2 separate regions of the Oncorhynchus mykiss genome follow, and region 2 is linked to region 1. A link is a contact called in public Hi-C data. All regions are on one chromosome and are shown on one strand. Each heading gives the region's core, a stretch centred on a gene start, on an enhancer-like site or on the middle of the called end of the contact. The rest is flanking DNA. Distances are from core to core; before and after follow the strand shown.

Evidence for each region. A called contact is a pair of places that touch in the nucleus more often than the background predicts.
Region 2: a contact with region 1 is called in a Hi-C map of liver, with 3 times the contacts expected there. The contact joins the promoter of slc66a2 here to the promoter of LOC110488200 in region 1. A contact is called at or near these places in 2 of 3 Hi-C or Micro-C datasets (blood and liver).

Annotation. Positions count from the first base shown.
Region 1 is chr32:27,870,475-27,873,865 of USDA_OmykA_1.1, reverse strand. LOC110488200 (RNA polymerase II subunit A C-terminal domain phosphatase) reads right to left here and starts at 1,703. Exons shown (of 13, transcript XM_021560310.2): 1 at 1,162-1,703; 2 at 1-31. The coding sequence starts at 1,463. It overlaps LOC110488201, which reads left to right and starts at 2,473. Exons shown (of 15, transcript XM_021560313.2): 1 at 2,473-2,669. The coding sequence starts at 2,646.
Region 2 is chr32:28,081,130-28,084,520 of USDA_OmykA_1.1, reverse strand. It overlaps slc66a2 (solute carrier family 66 member 2), which reads left to right and starts at 1,558. Exons shown (of 5, transcript XM_021560319.2): 1 at 1,558-2,566; 2 at 2,857-2,990. The coding sequence starts at 2,364. It overlaps LOC110488207 (heat shock factor-binding protein 1-like protein 1), which reads right to left and starts at 1,166. Exons shown (of 4, transcript XM_021560322.2): 1 at 1,016-1,166; 2 at 602-737; 3 at 447-513; 4 at 1-140. The coding sequence starts at 646. The coding sequence ends at 46. LOC118946452 (thioredoxin-like protein 4A) reads left to right here. Exons shown (of 4, transcript XM_036970611.1): 4 at 1-225. It also overlaps a transcript of txn4a not described here.

The DNA of each region.
Region 1 (3,391 bases), core at 454-2,953:
ACTGCATTCTTCTACTCTGACAATCACAGCACTGGAAGAGAAGTGGCACTTGAGACCGCAGCATAACGAGTGTCCCCCTTAAAAAGGGCTTTACAATGCAGGTGCCGGATAGAATGGCCACTGTCTCTCCAACATGTGTACATCCATATTTAAACAAACACGTTAATAAACAACTTCCCCTCACACTTCCCCATCATACTACATTAGTGCCTCCATATTGAAAAGCACCAGGGCATAAGCCGTCAGCAGTTTCTGAACAACAAATTGACAACTGAATCGTCACGTTCAAACTTTAAAAACAGAAACAAGGGGTGTCTTCTTCAGCTCTAAGATAATATTTGGCCATTTTCAGTCAGGGGCACAACTTTGGTTTTATAAGTGTGGAGGGGGGGGGCATCGTTTTTATTTTTTATATCCAGTCAGTTTAAACACTCAAACAGCCTACCCAACAGCTAGGTGGCATCTGCATGGTCCTAAAGCAAACCGTTGCCTCGTTTTGTATCACGTTTCAATTATAAAACTGGGGGGATAAAGATGCCATTTCCAGTGAAAGTCCACTCCTGTTTTCAATAGTACAGGAATGATGTCATGCGAACAATGTGTCATATTCACAATGTGTTGTTATCGGTTATATAATTGACGGTCTGGCTTGTTACCCAAATTCATAACACCAAAATGCTTTCTGAAGCACAAAGTTCTCTGAATTCTGGTTCCATCAAAAACTGGACCAAAAGTGCTCGAGCGTGCAAATTCGACGACTCGATACCAATGTGGATGATGTAATGTGCATACTACAATATGGAGCAAGTTCGTTTGGCGTGTGACCCGGGCGGTTGAATATTTGACTTAAGGACCAATCGAATGGTCTACTATTAAACACCGCACTACGAAGGCACCGGGACATGCAAAACGAACTCGCCCCATTGACATGATTATTTCAGCTGTTTTGGAGTTCGACGCTCCTACACAGGCACTGAGTTAGGATAGATAGCTACCATTACCACCCATCAGCTAGGCTAGTTAGTAATGCTACTGCGAATGTGGTCTATGAGCAACATCATGCGTTAGCAAACACAGTTAACTACACACGAGCACAATATAAAAACATTGCTGACATAGGCAATATGAGCTAAATTAACGTTAGCTAGCTAGCATACCCACCCAGGCGATATGACTTGTCCAAGTAGGCAACATAGGTCCTTCACCACTCCAGCTCGATCCGATTTCAGTTTCTTCTCTGGCAGCCTTTTGGGCTGTTCTGGCGGCTGAGACCCGGGCTCTTTCTCCAGCGGGATGGGAACACATAACCCCAACACCGAGTCCACATTGACGAGGGACCCTGGTTTGACTTTCCATTCCAGCAGCCGCATAGGACGCGCTGCCATTGGGCAGCGGATCTCTGCTACTTGCGCGGTGGGGCCCTGTGCTGACCCACCACGGACGGAGTCAGCGGGCTCCTCCATCGGTTTCGCGCTTCAAAACCCTTTAAACTATAAGCACAGGTCAAGCAAATATATGTATCCAAATCATGTGGAATTCGGTTTATCATAAATGATTGAAACTGCGCTAATAATAATTTTAAAAAGCAACGTGCGTTTTGAAAACAGACCGATGGTCCAGATTCTTTCGCTCTTCCCGCCAGTAAACAGGAAACACAAGACCTCAGCGACGACAGTCCGGCAGCTTCCGGTGGCTCTGATGACAGAGGACCTCTCTACTTTTAAGTCACTTAAAATACTTTGATAATGGAACACTTGGCATCCATTTGTGTTGAAATAAACGTGCCAGTTTGAGGTTCATGCATAGCATGTCAAAGAGAAGTCGAGAGTATCATGTAAACAAGATGCTAAAAAAATCAAATGGAAGATGCAACATCATGTTGTTCTGTTTTCCACTCACATTGTTTTCTTCCCCTTCAAAGCTCTGGGGATATCCCTTGATATGCTCTACCTGATATGATGTAAGATGATGTAACATATAAATCATGCATCTGCTCCTCCTGATTAGTAGAGTTGCTACCACTGACCTAAAGTCACACTAATAAGGGGCTGATCACAGTGATTCCCACGTTGATGTTAATGTAAACAGTTATAATACATATTATTCAGGCTATGCCTGTATTTTGCCGTTATCATCGAAAACAACATTGTTTAAATTCTACAGACCATATGCATACCATCTAATACCGTAAACCTGACTGTAAACAAGGTTGTGCAGAGATTGCACACTTGAATCGTTTCTGATACATGTTATGTAATTAGCCACATAAATGAATATTTTTTTACAACGTCCATTTCTGATTCAACCACAAAAATACATGCATTATTCTGTACATTTGTGATTTAAACTCAAAAAGTCATTTTAAAGTATGCTTGGGTTGATTCATTTTGATGCGAGTCAAGTGAAGAATCTTTTCACTGGAGAATCTTCGGTCACATTCGGACCATTTGTCACGTGATCAATTTCGTGCGCAATGTGTCCTTAAATCATTTGTAGCCAGTTCGGGAAATCAAGTACGATCTGAAACGGGAGGAGGCAGTTACAATCGAATAGAGGCTATACTTTTTTTTTTTTTTTTTTTACAATTACATTTTTAAAAACTACATATTAGTGAAAAGAGAGCACAGTGAGTGTATAGGCTGAACATGGCGTGGGAGACCTTCAAAGCAGTGAGTTGAACTGGTTTTTAAAAATGTTATCTTTTCCTTGCTTGGTAACGTTAGGCTAACTAGTTATACTATAGTAACATAAATAGCTACACCAAATTAAAATATGCCTGTACATACCTTCTAAATCAACACCTGACATTTAACAGTTTATGCATGTATGGATTAAATGTCATAAATGACTAGGTTAAATGTATGTGTGCGCTTTGTATGTTAACGTTGCACAGTATATTGCTAACGTTACACTTTTATTTACATATACCACTAGCAAGGGTTGGTCTAGTTCCAATAACTAACGTTACTCTCTAACACACAGGAAATGCGCTTGGACATTTGATGCAATGTAGAACCTAAAGCAATGCAATGTATAACCTCCATACTAAAATCAGAGGTCGACGTACAAACTCGCTAAACGAGATCAAGAGCTCGTGTGATGTCCCTAATTTTGAGGTCGTAGTTTACCCTCCATTACTTATAAGTTGTCACGTGTTTTATTCAATGCCATGGGAAACAGGGTAGCATGAGTAATCGTGTGTGTGCGCACGTGGTCAGTGACCTGACATAGAAAGGATCTATCTATAAATCTACTACTCTGGAAACAGTTTGTCCTGTGCTAGATGGTTAAGGAAAACAACAGCCTGTTCTGGCCTATGGAGAGTGGCCTTGATGCAGAGTCCCCAACACCAGTCTCCCATGTTATTCAAGTTAACATGGTAAAATGCAGT
Region 2 (3,391 bases), core at 309-2,808, 210 kb before region 1:
CAAGTGAAGTTAGCTGATCTGATATGTGTTAACCTGATGGCTTGGTCACTTAGGAGTCTGCTGCTCATCCATACCAGCCTGGGTCATGAGGTCGGCAACATTCTTCTCCAGGTCATCAATTCGAGTCCCCATGTCATCCAGTGGGTTGGTTAAGGGCAGTCTTGAAATATATGTAGTTATACACTGTGTCTAGGTTGTACATTAAACATTTATTTATAGAGCAAATAAATTAAATTCATATTTTATTCTCAAATCCACTAGATTAGGACTTTCATATAAAGCCTTTTTAATCTGATTAAAAAAATAGCTGCAATTTTGAGATTTGGTCTGGCTTGAATACGTGATTTCTGTTTATAATCTCAACTGGTAGCTATTAGATACCGTTCTTCAATAGCAGCTTCAATTCAATAAAACGGTTGCTAATAGTAGGGTGTGATAAAGGATATTTTTTGAAACAATCTGGTCAGACATGCTTTGAAATTTACTGTGAAGATTCTGCATAGTCGCTTCCATCTGTGGGAGAGACAACACAAACGATTATTTCTCAGATACCAATGTTACCATCAGCGTAAGAAAAAAGCTATACAGAAAATAAACGTACAATTTCTGTCAATTCTTTTGCAGCTTTTGAGTTGGATTCCGTCATCCTGATTCAGCTGTCGTTTCAAAATCAATGGGATTTGTCTTTGAAGCTGTGCGTCCCTGACGCTGCGGGTCGTTCTTGGCAACAGTTTCAACTGAAATGCAAAAGTGGGTGTGAAACAATACTTTCGGAGAACTTTACTAAAGAGTGTGTGTAGCCTCCATAAAAACTATAGTGTATACCTTTTTCATAAATCATTAAGTAGGCTAACAATCAGATCAATCAGATGTTTTTAGACGAAAGACATGTATAATTTAGACACTTTTAAGGCATTGTGTAATCCTAATAGGCGTGGTTAAATAGCACCGAATGGTAGTCAAATTTAAACTAAGTTTTATAAGAATGGACTACAGAACGGTAGGCTGAACTTACTGTTTCACGACATGTCTGCTACTGTTTGTATAATTTAAAACTCCAATTAGTTTCTGTTGCTGAATTTTCTGACTTTTCCCGAGATGTTCTAGCTTTGAGCTGTAGGCGTTTCCCTCATTGACACCTAGTTAACCCATGATGCACCTTTCTGTGTTGAACTGAACTCAATGGGTATCAGATCCTTTGGGACTCTCCATGCCATTTCTTTATGTAAGAGACCATCCATTTGGAACGTTGTTTTCTGACAAACAGATTACAGTCATCACGATTATGTAACCTCGGCAAAATGTTTTAATCCGGACTCACTGCAATCATCCCTTATTCTCAGAATGTCAACTGTTCATCATGATAATGATGGAATAAAATAAAAATACAAAAACACATATATAGGCCTATGTTCAATGTCTCAAAATAGAACAAGTACAATAGGATATACATAAATACACTAAGTGGTTGATGCCCCCTTTAAACCTGATTCTGTCTAGGACCATGCAGCCAAACTCAGATGTTGCCAAAGCAGGGAGCGACGATTTTGACGTAGAAGGAAGTGCTGCTCTAGCTTTCTGTTTGTGTGGCGGGGAGAGAGCAGTGGACGTAGGCTTTTTTGCACTTTCCGGTAAATTCACGCTCTTTCGATTTTTGCTGGAATTATATTTTTCAGACAAACGGGATTTGTTTTGTAAATGACAATCATGTGACGCACAGATTTATGCTGCTGTCCAGTTGTAACTACAAACCCATCCGGAAGACTGGGGATTTGAGTCGCTTCGATTAGACTGGGGACAACTGGAAAGCACATTTCGTGGGTTGACTATTTTAGTTTTCTTTACAAATCGCGAAAAATTCAGTAAATTGAAACTGTTATTGAATAATATTGCATTAATTTGATTGGTCGACCGACGAGCTAGATTTATCTGGCGGACTGTTGATGTTCTCAATTGTAGCCTAACATTCAACTTGTTACATTGTACATCTCATATAGTTACAGTAGTATGAAACAGAGGCGCCGCAACTCGGGATTTCTGCTAAGGTAGAACCTCTGGAGTCTACTGTAAACAGTTCAATAGAACATCATTGATGGACATAGTTATTTCTGCTTTACATCCGGTTTGAAAGAAGGAACTTTTTTTCTATGGCAGGAACACATAATTCTGTCCCCTTCATTGGTTATTGATCCAATAGTTGACTGTCAATAAGCATACGAAGGCACTGGTCTATTCCCATTCTCTGACTAGGCTGCACCACATTATTGAAAGGCAAGTGCAGCTCACTAGAACTTTGCGCAGCCCCTTTGGGACTTCCCATGATTTGCTGTGTGCCCTGGTAGACTAGATAACCGATAGAGAACATGGAAGATGAGATGTTTGAGCAGCTCATGTATGTCCTGAACCAACTGGTGGCATGGATCGCTGCGGGGGCTATGGTGTTTGGTGGAGTGGTGCCTTACATCCCCCAGTACAGGGACATCAGACGGACACAGAATGCAGAGGGATTCTCCACCTATGTCTGCCTAGTCCTACTGGTGGCCAACATTCTACGTATACTGTTCAGGTAAGTTTTGCCATAGGTGCAGTAATCTTGAGGTTTCAGGTTATTTAAATGTGCATTGATGCATGTGAAGGCTGTAGCCTAAGTGCATTTGAAGAACAAACAGACTTCAACTATTTGGCCCTTCAGATTTTACAGTGTTTGAAAATGATACTGCCTCTCACGGGAATCCTTGTATTGGTTTGCATAGCACAGTTTTTGTTTGGTTCCAACAGAAGCCTATTGTCTCCATGCAGAATAGTATTGCCACCCTGGAGCCTGTGCCCTGACTACTCCCTGTCTCCTCTTTCCAGGTTTGGGCGCTACTTTGAGACGCCACTCCTGTGGCAGAGCATTGTCATGATAGCCACCATGTTGATCATGCTCAACCTGTGTACCAACGTCCGCGTAGCCACCGAACTCCAGACTAAGCGACGTTCCTTCACAGGTCAGTATCCTCCTCCCTGGCCTGTCCCTACTCTTTATAGCTTTATAATCAGTTTATAACCTCTTGTTCACATCATGGTGTGAACTACTGATAGTGCTTGGTTGTATCACCAACCTCTGGAGTGTGTGTGTGTTACACATTCCTTAGTTGCCCAATTGTCCTTCCTCACAAAGGAACTCCTTCATGTTCATGATATACTTTACAGCTTAAACACACAGCTCAAATCTGACTGCACACCCACTCACAGAGATACACACCCAGCTAACCTCAAGGTGGTGCACAAATCTCCAAATCATTGTATGACAATCTAAACCAACCCAGTGCTATGGGGTGCATTCAGCAGGGCATAATGTTATGGAACGGTCAGATAGAAATGGGTTATGTTGATCAAACATGCCTCT